Regions from separate parts of the Mus musculus genome. Here regions 2 and 3 are each linked to region 1. Evidence: chromatin contacts called from public Hi-C data. All regions are on one chromosome and are shown on one strand. Each heading gives the region's core, a stretch centred on a gene start, on an enhancer-like site or on the middle of the called end of the contact. The rest is flanking DNA. Distances are from core to core; before and after follow the strand shown.

Region 1 (4,385 bases), core at 90-2,589:
TTACTCCAACAAGAGACATTCTCTAAGCTCTGGGCCTTTGCATACACTGCTATGCTTCCTGCAGCTGCTCCGCGCTGACCATTCCCAGTCTTCGCTCAGATCCCACCTTCTTGGTGACTCACTCTCAATGCCCTATTTAGATTTATAAACCCTTCCACCCACCCAGACAAAACTCTGGGTTCTTCTCCCTCTTTTTACTCCCACCTGTGCCCTCTCTTTATTCCACCCAGCAAATGTTTCCCAACTCTGGCTTTAATTAGGTCCTAGGCTGGGCAATGAGGACACATGACTGACCGAGCAAGAAGCTGTCCTCAAAGATTCCCAGACTCATCTGGTCCTGCTGACTAAAAACCCAAAGGTGGGGAAGATGGCTCAGTGGGTAAGACTGCTTGCTGTGCAAGCATGAGGAGCTGGGTTCAAATCCCCAGCACCCATGTAGAGAGCTGGGCATGGTTGGCACAGGTGCAGAGACAAAGTCTCTGGGGCTTACTGGCCACCCACCTAGTTCCACCACATTTTGACTCAAGGGAAAAGGATGAAAAGTAATGCAGGGAACACCAGTGTCCCCTCTGTCCTCTGTGCCCACATTCACATACACCTCACGTATAAACCGTACATACACAAGAGAGACAGAGAGACACAGAGCAGTGACAGTCAGGCCCAGTGGGGCTTCCAACCACCCATCCTGACTGGGATGGTGGTGGCATAAAAGTAACAAAACTGTACACTAAAATGGGTGGATTTCACTATACCTAAAGTACACATTTTTTTTTAACCCAAAGAATTTGTAAAGGCAATGTAAACATTGTCAGAAGAGGGGGAAAGATGTTTGTGCCAATTCTAACCTCCCACCAAAACATACACACATACATGTACATGAACACATACACACATACATGCACACGCGCACACACACACACACACACACAGAGAGAGAGAGAGAGAGAGAGAGAGAGAGAGAGAGAAATGAAACAGTAAATAAACCAGGTTTGAAGGAAGGACATTACAGAGTCTGTCCTTTTGTTTGACCACAAAGTTCTGGAGGTTCTGGAACCTCAGGCTTACACAGAAGCTCCCCCTGTAAGGACATCTTTCTAACACACACAACAAAACTGGGTTTGGATTGCTGCGCTGTCAGGGATTCTCCCCCTTCACTCTGCCAGTCTGTCCAGATGTCACACACACACACACACACACACACACACACACACACACACACACACGTCTTTATTCTCTCTGCAGGTGTGAGCCCTACTGCTACCAGGTAGTACTGTCAGGCAGGCTCCTCCACCTGACTCAGCACCAACCCAGTCGTAATGCACATGCGCGCACGGAGGAGACTCTGTGTTGTAGCACCCCTGTGTGGTAGGGCTGGTCGCAGCAGAGCACAGGACAGAAAGCCCCTCCTCCTCCTCTCTCCCCCATCTTCCGCTCCTGCGGCATCACCTACCAAAATAGAAGCCTTCATGCTGGTATTTGGGGTTGAAGAAGACCCCCTTGGCGTGAGCATTGACGTCAGCACCCGCTGCTATAAGCACTGCTGTGATGTCTCCCTGGCGCCGCTCGATGGCGATGTTCAGCGCTGTCTGCCCTGTAAATAGCCGGCATGGGTGCTCAAGGACCTAGGACAACCTAAAGCTGATCTTGGAGTCCCCTTGACTCCAGGTGGCAGTAGCTGACTGAAAATACTAAGGGTGTAGATACCATGTATGGGGATACCCTGTTGATACCAGTTGAATTCTGGGAAAGCAGGAATGAGCTGCACCCCGCAACAGAGAAAACCAGAGCAGGGGTACCCATGACCTGCTGCAAAAGCAACAGCAAGGGCTTGGTAAAGAGGCTAGGGAAGGCTGAAAAGGAGGATGTGTGGCCAGGACAGAAAAGCCTTACTACAGGGACAAATAAGGTTAGTACATTAACTCTATCAAAAATGTGTTCAACCTCTCCATGGGGGAAATCGACCATGAGCAACAAACTCCAAACTTGCCCTCAAAAGGATTTCACTAGGCAGGTCTATTGGCCCAGTTATTCAGCAGACAGGGGCAGGAAGATCAAGACTATCTGGGCTGTGAAGTGAGTTCAAGGCCAACCTGAATAACTTAGTGAGACTGTAGCTCAAATGTTTTTAAGAAGAGGTGGGGATATAGCTCCATGGTCCAAGCACTTCCCAGGACCGCCACCCCAAAATTGAAGGGATCTTGTGCCATAGGATCCTGAACTATAAACAAAAAGAAAGAAAAGCACAGAAGGGGTGGGGGGAGGCAGGACAAGTAAGCCTCAGACACTTGTCTGAACCTCCGCAGGACTGGTGTCTGCTCTCAAGTGACAGACTGAGAACAGGATGTGGCTCACTTTCACTCTTTTCGTTCAGCCATCAATCACAGCAATTCCTCCCCGGGGTTCCCGCCCCTCCTCCATAGTGCCATGACTTTCCCTTGTGAAAGTATGTAGAGTTCAAATAATAAATCAAGATTGCTTTACCCATGAGGAGGGTTAAAGACCCCTATCTGAGCCCCTCCCCCACCCAGAAAAGTTGAGGTGTTTACACCTCCTGGCATGTCAGCAAGACAGCTGATCATGAGCTAATCACTCCTAGTAACTGTGACAAGCTGTGTACTGACTCCAGAGACTCAGGGCATAGCCCGTTAACAGTTCATAGTGTGTTTCCTGGTCAGGGAAACAAGGTATTAAATTATATTCCCTGGCTCCACAAAACCAGACTGAAATGGGACCGCTTCTATCATTCATGACTGCAGGGCTGACTGCTGGCTTTGCTGGCCCCCTACCCAGCTCTCCAGCCTCATCTCCAGGCTTCTGCTTCCTTCTTTGTTCGCTTCTTTGCTTTGTGGTTCTTGAGAATCTAACAGTGTCTTGCACATGCTAGGGAAGCTCTCCTCAATTGAATAACACCCCCAGGCCGTGCCATCTTCCTAGTGTCAAATCCAACAAGCCCTGGCCCATCTTGGGGCTCTGACCCTGACCCTGCTCTGAATCCTTCCCATCAGGTAAGCTTTGGTCAAGCCCACCACTGTACAGTTGCTCACCCCAGTCACTTTCTGTCACATTACATCATCTTTACTTCTGTTCCTGGCACATTCCATATAAAGTCGTCTTTTTACAAGCATCAAGGTTTCCTGACTTGTTCACCCACGCTCAGCATTATTTACAGGGAAAAGAAAGGCTAAGATGGGTGCCTGCTACATATTTGACTTCTCCATAGCCAAAGTGCCTCTGTGAGGCAAGATGGGCTGTATCTGTAGCCACACCCACCTTGGGAAATCCCAACCTCTTCCCCTTGCCCTTAGGTTGCCTCTGCCTTCAGGTACCTTCATAGGCCTCTTCCGTGTACTCAGCGTTGATGAACCTGTCCAGGATGTCGTTCTCCTCAGCGAAGGCAAGCAGAATCCGCACGATCTCTTTGGTGTTGGGATTGATGTTGAGCAAAGCCTTCATCAGGCAGGTCTTCCCGGTGTCTGAGGCTGTCAGCTTGTGCATGAGGAAGTCTACAGACAGTCAAGGATAAAGGCGGGGGAGGAAGGACAGACGGAAGTCTGCAGACAGTCAAGGATAAAGGCGGGGCAGGAAGGACGGACGGAACAGTGGAAGCTGCAGCCTCACACCTTGGAAGCATGCCCGCTACCCTGCACTGGGGGCTCCCAACCCTGTGCTACCAGATCCTCTTTTTTTCCTCTCCCCAGTCCTCCTCCAGCTCCCTTCCTGGCTTGCTATTCAAGGCTCGCTACCATCTGGCAGAAAGACAATGTCACCTGAAGCCGAGCTGCCCATGTTGGTGCCCCATCATATCCCTCCTCGTGGTCTAAAAGTGCATCTCGGCACCTCCCCGTCAACCTTCTTCTCCCCTTGATCCCCCAACAGCTATGGACTCCCAAAGCCTTTAATTCCCGTCAATGCCCGAGGAACACCCCCCTCCCCCAGTCCCCAGGCCTGCTTCAGAGTCCCAACACTTTAGAACAACAACCCTCTCCAGATTTACTCCACACAGTAGCCAGACCACGCCCTCTTACTGCCTAAACCCATCCATGACTCCCCGTGGTCCTCTAAGTCAAGCACAAGATTGCTATCCCAATATCCAAGGTGCCTCATGCTCCAGCCCCACAAGAGATGGAGCAGGGTTCAAGCCAACCCAACCATGGTCCCTGGGGCCTGCACTTTATGCCAGGGTCGGGCACTGACCAGGCACATCCAGGCCGCGGCGCCTCCTGCAGAGGTCCTGCAGATCCTGTAGGAGTTCCCGCAGCTCCTCCACGCAGCCCTCGGACACAGCCGCGAAGATGCGCTTCTTCAGTCGCTTCTTCTTCTGCCTCTGTTCTTCCTTGGCCAGGTTTGCGCTAAGACCAGAAGGCATTGTGAATTCATCCTGCATT
Region 2 (3,962 bases), core at 378-2,877, 1.2 Mb before region 1:
CTCGCCATAGACTTAGGATGGCCTTGTGGCAACCTTCATTCATGGGGATGAAGTGATAGAGGCACAGAATTCGTTTTTAGCCTGAGATATGCAGCTAGTAAAAACTGGAGGCGAGTTTCTAATCCCAATTCAGATATCTCTGTATGTGTGTGTGTGTGTGTGGGGGGGGGTCTGTTGATTCTCAGGCTGTAGTATCGTAATGTTATTTGGGGGCCACAAAATGTAGGGCCAAATGGCTGTTCATCTCAATGGCTGTCTGCCCACAACTGCACCTAGCTAGCTGTATTACCATAGAAGCTGATATTGATACGAATGGTTTTGAATTGCCATGGAAAGGTTATGTGAGATTGCCTTTGAAAAGGACAACACCATAAGGCATTTAAAAGAAATGTGTAACCAAGGTCGTTACAGTAACAGCAAGCAAACAAGCACAAAGTCACATCGGTATAATTCTTCATCTCCCAGACAGTCAAGCCCAGACTGTGACTGGGCATGTGAGATAGTATATAAATAATACATGTCTTAGAATCCACTCCGTTCTTTGTAGAGCCAGGCAGAGAAGGTTTTTGGAGAGTCTGCCGGTTCTTGCTTCGAAGGGTGTTGTTGCTAAGCAATGTTACTAATATTATGGAGAGACAGCTTCCCTGAGACTTGCCTCAGCCGTGGAGACTTCTGTGGTTGCAAAGGGCTTAACAGGTAGCAGCCACTGAGAGTTTTGTGACGATTAAGATGGGGGCCAGGGGACCCTGGGAGGAAAGGTAGCACTGTAGGTTACTTGGCCAAACAAGCTCTTTGTTTCCTGGAATGAGTCCTGGGAAACCTCCATGCTAAAAAAGCACTGTCTAACGTTCCTCAGAGTCTGGGTACTCCAAAGAATTTCATTCAAATGTTCCCAGTGTGGGGAAAAAAATCAGTCACACAGCTTAGCAAAAATCAGGAAATCTGCAAGGGAGGGAGAGAGAGAACATGAATTTTAAGTATTTTGAGAAACTCAAGCAGTATTTTAAGCATTCCTCTCTTCCTTCTAAACACTCTTTTGATCCCCTGAGTAGATATCTGGGAAGTTCTGATTGAAATCACACCTGGAGTGCTTTCCCTAGACTCTGGGCACCCAAGGGATGTGAAGGGCTGGATGCCCAGCTGGAGCAGGCTCCGTGGGTTTCCTCCGTGTGGTTTCCTTCCCTGGGAGTTCGGAAATGCCACACGCTTTCCTAGACCTGTTTCCAAAAATTCGAGCTGGCTTGGGGCGGGGCCTCTGCTTGGTTGGCTGGCTTCCTGCAGGACCGCTGCTTTCGGGGTGTGTGTTTCTGGGAGCATGGGGTTGGGCAGCGGTTCCTATAAGGTTCCTAAGGCTTGTTTAGCGTCTTGCCTGTGGATGGCTTCCTGTAGCTGTCACTGTGGGTATGGGCCCTTTTAGGGGCTGTTGCCAGCCCTGGGAGGAGCTGTTAGCTGTCGAGAGGAGAGTTGGTGTGCTGGCAAAGACTCTTCCTCTCTCTCCTTTCAAAATGGAAACTGCTCTCCCACCTCGAATGACCTTCTCAGTCTTTCCCTCTTCCCACCCTCCGTCTGCCTTCCTGTCTCCCTCACGAGTTTTCTTTTTTCTTGTCTGATAGTGTAACTGTGTTGCTGCCCAGGAGGGGGCGCTGGTATACCTGCCAAGAAAGAAGGCAGTGCGGTTCCTAGGGCACAGGTGTGAGGTGTAAGGTGCCAGAGGGAGGCTGAGGAGTGGTTTCTCCAAGAATGTGTGTACATACATGTCCCTCAAAGTAGAAGGGTGTGGTGGTGATGTACTATGCTGTTTGAGATATTTCTTTTAAAGCTAGAATCTTTTTCCTATCTATCTATCATCTATCTATCTATCTATCTATCTATCTATCTATCTATCTATCTATCTATCTATCATACATGTGTGCTCTACCTATACACGTGATTGCCAGAAGAGGGCATCAGATCCTAGTATAGTTTGTGAGCCACCAATGTGGTTGCTGGGAATTGAACTCATGACCTCGGAAGGAGCATCAGACAAGGCTCTTAAACGCTGAGCCATCTCTCCAGTCCCTGAGGTTTTTTCTTTCTTTCTTTCTTTCTTTCTTTCTTTCTTTCTTTCTTTCTTTCTTTCTTTCTTTCTTTCTTTCTTTCTTTCTTTCTTTCTTTCTTTCTTTCTTTCTTCTTCTTCTTCTTCTTCTTCTTCTTCTTCTTCTTTTTTTAAACTGCTGCTTTTCCTTAAAGGGTTGATGATGCAGAGGTTAGCTGGAGACTCTATTCCTGCAGAAAGGGAGGAGCACTGCATCTGGCTGTACCCTGGCTTCAAAAGCTCCAGGTGCCCGAATCTTTCTTATTTGCTTTGTTTCAGAGCAGTGCCAGCCTAAGGTGGGAGTTGTCAGCTGGGGACTGTCTCTGAGACCAGGCGTGCTGACTACCTTCTGGCCTTCATGTGAATGCGTTTCTGCAGCCAGTTTACAGACTCAGAAAGCCCTTTTCTTTAGGAGTAGGCATGCGTGTCTGTGTGTCCGGCCCTGAGCGTGACGGTGCAGCTGTCTGTCCTCTGTTCATGATTAACTTGCTTGCATTCCTCCTCCTAGGCTCCACCAGTCTTTGAGTTTCCCCTACACGGGGGTGGGGTGTGGGGGTGGGGATATGGGGGGGGGGCGGCTGCCTGGCACTTTGTTTTTGAGGACTGTGGGCTTTAAGGATGGTAAATGAGGATACTGCTGGGGTAAGGTATGGGATGGGACCCAGAAAGAGATCCCCTCTGTGACCACCCCTGTCTTCCGTATCTTTAGTCCCTATGGCCTTGACCATGTCTCGGTCTACTAAAAAGTGACCTGAGAATATTTTCCAGTCACTCATGTGAAAAATGTCCCCTTTCCACTTCTCTTTCAAACTGTGATTTTTGGTTTTTTCAAAGACCATGCCTTGGTTTGGTGCAAATGCCTGACTGAAACTTCCAAGTCACCTGTTTTTCTGAATGAGTGAGATCAGTATGGAGGTCGGTCTAATGAGCGTGCTTGTTTTCACTACACTGATACCAATGTTTCAATGTCGGTAAAAACGCAAGCTGATGCAAGGACCACAAATGTAGAAGTAAATAATTGACAGTTCGACCTTAAGACTAAAGGTTGAGAAGGTGGCACAGGCTGGCCAATGCTGGGACGCAACTGTCTGGGCCACACTTTATGTGTTTGTTGGACATGGGCTTATTTGCAATGAGGTGTGTGTTAGCTCTTTGCAGTTAGAAATGACCTGGTTGGATAACGATAGACTGAGGATAGCCTTCCTTGTCTGTCCTCAGTTGTCTCTTGCAAGACTGGATTCATCTTGTTTAATAGATGTTGGTAGAGCACCAAGCCTAGAAGAGACGGGTGTGAGGAACTTGACATTGATTTCCTTGCCCCTTTGTGTTTCCTGGGTTGGGTACATGGCTGCGGGCTATGGGTGACGCCAGGCAGAATCGAGTTGGTGACAGGCTTGGTGACGGTGGAAAGAAACAGGGCTCACGTTCTGGTGTTTGGAGAAAGTTGCTGATGTTTTGGAGAAACTTGGTGTTTTTTTTTTTTTTTTTTTTTTTGCCACCTTGGGACTTTGGGGGAGCTGAGAGAGCCTAGAATCCCAAAACAAGAATGTATAATGGTGGAGAGATTTTGCACCTTCTTCTAATGCCTCTGTACCTGCTGTGCACTTGACCTGAACTAACTCCTGGGCAGTGGGGGATGGGTGGGAGCTGTTTACACTGCTCACCAGCTGCAGGCAGACTTTCCATTCAGATTTTACCTTTCCCTGTTCGTGAATAAAATATACCCCATGCTGGGCCACCCTCCCTGCCCCCTGTAGCTGAAGCTGTCCATCAATTATCCTGGAGGTGCTAAGTGCTCCCAGGGGCTCCAGAGGCCCTGCACCCTGGGCCAAAGCTATTTTTGTTTCCCCATTTGAGAACACTCACTTCCCATTCTTTCCCCCAGGCA
Region 3 (4,432 bases), core at 206-2,705, 1.3 Mb before region 1:
AAGTGTAAGGAGCTGTTTCCTAAGCAGTGTGTCCTTCTCCACGACCCAGTGGGAGACTGTGGAAGGATGTATTGTAGGGGTATGGGAAAGTCTGTTCAGGGCGTTCACTGAATGTGGGGCTAAGGTGACAGGTGAAGTGAGCTGCTTCCCTGGAGACTGGCATAGGGAGGCCAAAGCACCATGAATGTGTTACTGAGGAGCGTGGGGCTGAATCTCATGGTGACTCAGGGCTGCAGGCTACACTAGCGGTCCATCTCAGACAACACCTCAGAGTGTGAAAGGAGTTCCATGGAAACTGGGGTCTCGTGCTTGGGGGATTTGCAAAGCGGGTCTGCTGTGTATGTGAGGTCAAGCCGGTGTGTGGGGGAGTGTGACGCCCTTGACATAGACATAGAACGAATGGAAATCTGCAATTCATCCCCGTGGCCTTTGAACTTGGGTCCTTGAGCTCAGGATGGCTTACCCTGGATGAATGAAGAGTCTCATAGCCAGCAATGCTAGCAGTCTAAGTTTATTGAGTGTAGTTGCACAAATGGACAGGTGTTGTAGTATTTTCTTGTGGTGAGAGCCCGGGACTATGTGCTTCCAGACAATGGCCTGTGGGAAGGAAACAGTGAGGATAGGGCCTTCTAATTTATTTATTTTAGGGCTTTTTCAGTCTCACGTTGGGTTTCTATGTAGCCAAGGATGAGCCTTGACCTATCCTTTTGCCTCTACCTTCCAAGTGCTGAGATTATAAGTGTGTATCACCATGCCAGACCTGGGGTTACATTAGACGAGTGGTCAGCAAACAGCCTCTTCATAGAAGTGACAACTGAGAGGACCAGAGGCAAAGAAAGACTGAGTGTGAGAATATCTGGAGGTAGAGGAGCCCTCCTGGGACTGGAGGGCTGGGAACCGCTAGTACAAAGGCCTTGGGGTGGGAACCACTAGGCAGCAGTGAAGGTGAGGTGAAGAACACTCTTGGTGGTGGGTAAGCTGGAAATAACGACAGTTCTCCTTACTTCCAGAAGGTGGCAGTGTTGTCCCAGGACTGCCTGCTCATTTAGTGGTCGGAGGGGATGTATAGAACTAGACAGCTTTGTGAGTAGGAACCTGAGCCGTCATAGGTTTTATTCTGTCACAAGAAGTGGCAAATATGAAAGTTCTGACTAGGGTAGGTGAGCATGCCATAGATCTTGTTCATGACATGCCTTGCCTGCCTCCCCCGACCCCCACTTCCCTTCTCTGCTTCTTTGCCCTGCTCCCTGCCTTCTGTCTCTGCTCCCTCTCTTCATTGCTCGCTGGTGCAGCTGGCTTCCATCTCAAAGATAATTACTTGCTTTCCGGTGCCTCTTAGATAACGGGGACTGTTCCTTACCGCAGTGCCTGCCCCTCCTCCCAGGAGCTTCGGTTCTCAGTGAAAGGCTGAGGCTGACTGAGGTCGTGACCCCTCCCCCGACTGAGAATACCCACTTCCCTTCCTCCTACTGTCACACGCAGCTCTCTCCTCCAGCACTCCAGCAAGTTCCTGCTGCCTTTGATAGAGGCAGCCAGAGCTCGTGCTGCAAAGGGAGAGAAACCCAATAATCAGGCAGAGACAGGAGACAGCATCACGGCTCTGCTGTGAGGGGCCACTTCAGCCTACAGAGATAAAACTTCTCTACCGTAAGCTCTTTAAAAAATTTTTTTTTATTTTAATTTTTTAAACTGGGATGTAACCTCACCCTCAACATCTGAGTTTTATTTTATTGTGGCAAGAATGCTTAACATGAGATCTGCCATCCTAGTTGATAACAGTACCCATTTATTCTTGACTATAAGTTAGTTTCTTTTCTTGGTGTGTGTCACGAGTGTGTTAGGTATAGGTCATAGGTCAATCTCAGGTGTTGTTACTGAAGAGCTGTGTACTTCAACTTTTAAAAATAGATTTATTTTTTCTTTCTTTCTTCCTTTCCTTTCCTTTCCTTTCCTTTCCTTTCCTTTCCTTTCCTTTTTTCTTTTTTTGGTTTTTTGAGACAGGGTTTCTCTGTGTAGCCCTGGCTGTCCTGGAACTCACTCTGTAGACCAGGCTGGCCTCGAACTCAGAAATCCGCCTGCCTCTGCCTCCCAAGTGCTGGGTTTAAAGGTGTGCACCACCCCTGCCCAGCTAAGACTTATTTTTTAATTTTCTGTGGGTCGGTGTTTTTTCTGCCTCTGTCTGTACACCACGTTCATGTAGTGCCTAAGGAGACCAGAAGAGGGCATCAGCTTCCCTGGATCTGGAGTTGTGGGAGTCTAACCTGGGTACTCCAGAAGACCAGCCATTGCTCTTAACTGCTGAGCCATCTCTCCAGGTTCCATCATGATTTATTAAAGATAGTGTCTCACTGGAACCTGGAACTTGACAATTAAGCTAGGTGTCTAGCTTGTGAGCTTTTGGAATTCACCTGTTTCTGCCCCCCCCCCCAACCCCCCGCCAGATTCCGAATGTGCACCACCATGTCTGGCTTTTTGTGTGGGTGTTGGGAATTGAACTCAGGCCCTCGTGCATTTGTAGCAAGCAGTTTACCAACTCAGCTATCTCTCCAGCTCTTGCCCCACTCCGTCTCTCAGAGTCTCCTGCATCTTAGGCAAGTCTTTTCCCATTGAGCTGTGGCACCAATCACCAGGTATCTTTTTACTTTTTATTTTGAGACAGTGCCTCCCTGAGTTGCCCAGGCAGCTCCAGGACATGTAATAATTCTCTTGCCTTTTGACTGGTTGGAATTACAGGTCTGTGCCACCATGCCTGCCATGCCCTTAGAGCCTCCTCCTGAGTGGGAAGTTCAACTCCTTATCTCGCCACAGACTTTGAGATCATTGGTTAGATTTTTTTTTCTCACCTTCATTTGCAAAATGGGGATGGTAATGATAATTTTACATGGGTTGGGCTGTTCGAAAGTGCTTCAGCTATACCTGATAGAGCAGGTGATAAAACTCCATTTATTTATTTATTTATTTATTTATTTATTTATTTATTTATTTCCTATCATCTGTGTAGTCCTGGCTGTCTTAGAACACGTTCTATAGACCAGGCTGGGTTCGAACTCACAAAGATCCACCTGCCTCGGCTTTCTAAGTGCTGAGATTAAAAAGGCATTTATCACCATGCCTAGCTATAATATACTTATATTTATGAAATATTAATTTACTGTATTGTAGCAGCATAATAGCAATGCATCATTGTTATTCGACGCGTTCTCACGACCGGCCAGGAAGAACACCACAGACCAGAATCTTCTGCGGCAAAGCTTTATTCTTACATCTTCAGGAAAGGAGAGCAAGAAGCAAGAGAGAGAGAAAAGCAAGAGAGCGAAAAAGCAAGAGAGAGAGAAAAGCAAGAGAGAGAGAAAACGAAAACCCCGTCCCTCTTAAGGAGCATTCTCCTTCGCCTCGGACGTGTCACTCCTTGATTGGCTGCAGCCCATCGGCCGAGTTGACGTCACGGGGAAGGCAGAGCACAAGTAGTCATAAGATACCCTTGGCACATGCGCAGATTATTTGTTTACCACTTAGAACACAGGATGTCAGCGCCATCTTGTAACGGCGAATGTGGGGGCGGCTCCCAACATCTCCCCCTTTTTCTTTTAATAAGAGCAAATAGGCCACCCATATTAATGAGAGTGGAGATAGAGGTCAAATCCCCAGTGTGTAGGTAAAGGAGCCATGTACAGGATTAGCTCTTAGGCTTACAGGCTTTTACCCAGAGCAACCCTGACCTGCTCCCGTGTCGTTTTGCCTGGGGGAAGGGAACTAGGACACTGAACCTTCATGAAAGATGACATGTCTCCCTAGAATAGGCTCATATATGCCGCAGAGCCTTTCCATTGCAGTGCTTAGCCTTGCAACTCTCTCGGGCTGCTGAAGCACACTCACTCTATCCCGTGCAATGAGTCTAGCCTCATGGGATATAAGAGCTGAGTGGCCAGCGACCTATTGCCTAAGCATAGATAACCATATATCAGGGGGAGCTCCATGTTCTAGTCCTGCAAGCGCCTGGGCAATAACCACCTTGTCTCTCCTAGTTTGGGCCTTAAGCTTACAGACCAATCAAAGAAGCAACACTAATCCACAGCAAAGTGTATCTCCAAATAATATTAATCCCACCCATTTTTTAAAGAAAGAAAATGCTGAGGAGATCCAATTGGGTAATCCTTTGGTCAGGGACAGGTCCAAGCGCGTGGAGTTGACCTGAATGATGGCAAGCCTCGAAGGGTCTGTTCAAATTCAGCCATCCAATTCTGTAACATATACTGAAAAAGACTTTTTGACAAATTAGCTGCCCTAGTAAATTTAACATACTGAATGGAAATAACACACAATCCCGGAAACTTTTGTTCACATCCCTGCTGAGTTATTTGTCATAATACATCTAGTTGTATCTGGACAAGATCTATGAGTTGATTAACCAGCATGAGACCTCTCTGTATCT

What was found. Hi-C and Micro-C count contacts between places; a contact is called where the count stands out from the background.
Region 2: a contact with region 1 is called in a Hi-C map of cortical neurons, with 2.2 times the contacts expected there. The contact joins two enhancer-like sites. A contact is called at or near these places in 2 of 15 datasets of contacts at CTCF or cohesin (embryonic stem cells and stem cell-derived epiblast-like cells), 10 of 484 Hi-C or Micro-C datasets (the AML12 cell line, brown adipocytes, cardiomyocytes and 6 more), 10 of 115 datasets of contacts at active chromatin or transcription factors (bone marrow-derived macrophages, embryonic forebrain, embryonic stem cells and 4 more) and 1 of 9 other capture datasets (embryonic stem cells).
Region 3: a Hi-C map of cortical neurons shows a contact between it and region 1, with 7 times the contacts expected there. The contact joins two enhancer-like sites. A contact is called at or near these places in 1 of 39 promoter capture datasets (hippocampal neurons), 9 of 484 Hi-C or Micro-C datasets (the AML12 cell line, brown adipocytes, cardiomyocytes and 5 more), 4 of 115 datasets of contacts at active chromatin or transcription factors (acute myeloid leukemia, epiblast stem cells, large pre-B cells and 1 more) and 1 of 9 other capture datasets (embryonic stem cells).

Annotation. Positions count from the first base shown.
Region 1 is chr11:73,278,880-73,283,264 of GRCm38.p6, reverse strand. Trpv3 (transient receptor potential cation channel, subfamily V, member 3) reads right to left here. Exons shown (of 18, transcript NM_145099.3): 5 at 4,195-4,349; 6 at 3,327-3,503; 7 at 1,451-1,591. Among named protein-coding and RNA genes, the nearest start is that of Trpv3, 14 kb to the right of the region's middle. Within about 2 kb of position 1,339, at least 152 of the 459 cell types and tissues checked have an H3K27ac peak or open chromatin away from gene starts, as enhancers often do. A contact at or near this core is called in the AML12 cell line, cerebral cortex, cortical neurons and 4 more, where this site is marked.
Region 2 is chr11:74,524,361-74,528,322 of GRCm38.p6, reverse strand. The region is part of intron 2 of Rap1gap2 (RAP1 GTPase activating protein 2); the gene reads left to right. Among named protein-coding and RNA genes, the nearest start is that of Rap1gap2, 64 kb to the left of the region's middle. Within about 2 kb of position 1,627, at least 36 of the 459 cell types and tissues checked have an H3K27ac peak or open chromatin away from gene starts, as enhancers often do. A contact at or near this core is called in cerebral cortex, cortical neurons and forebrain, where this site is marked.
Region 3 is chr11:74,544,149-74,548,580 of GRCm38.p6, reverse strand. The region is part of intron 2 of Rap1gap2 (RAP1 GTPase activating protein 2); the gene reads left to right. Among named protein-coding and RNA genes, the nearest start is that of Rap1gap2, 44 kb to the left of the region's middle. Within about 2 kb of position 1,455, at least 195 of the 459 cell types and tissues checked have an H3K27ac peak or open chromatin away from gene starts, as enhancers often do. A contact at or near this core is called in the AML12 cell line, cortical neurons, hippocampal neurons and 2 more, where this site is marked.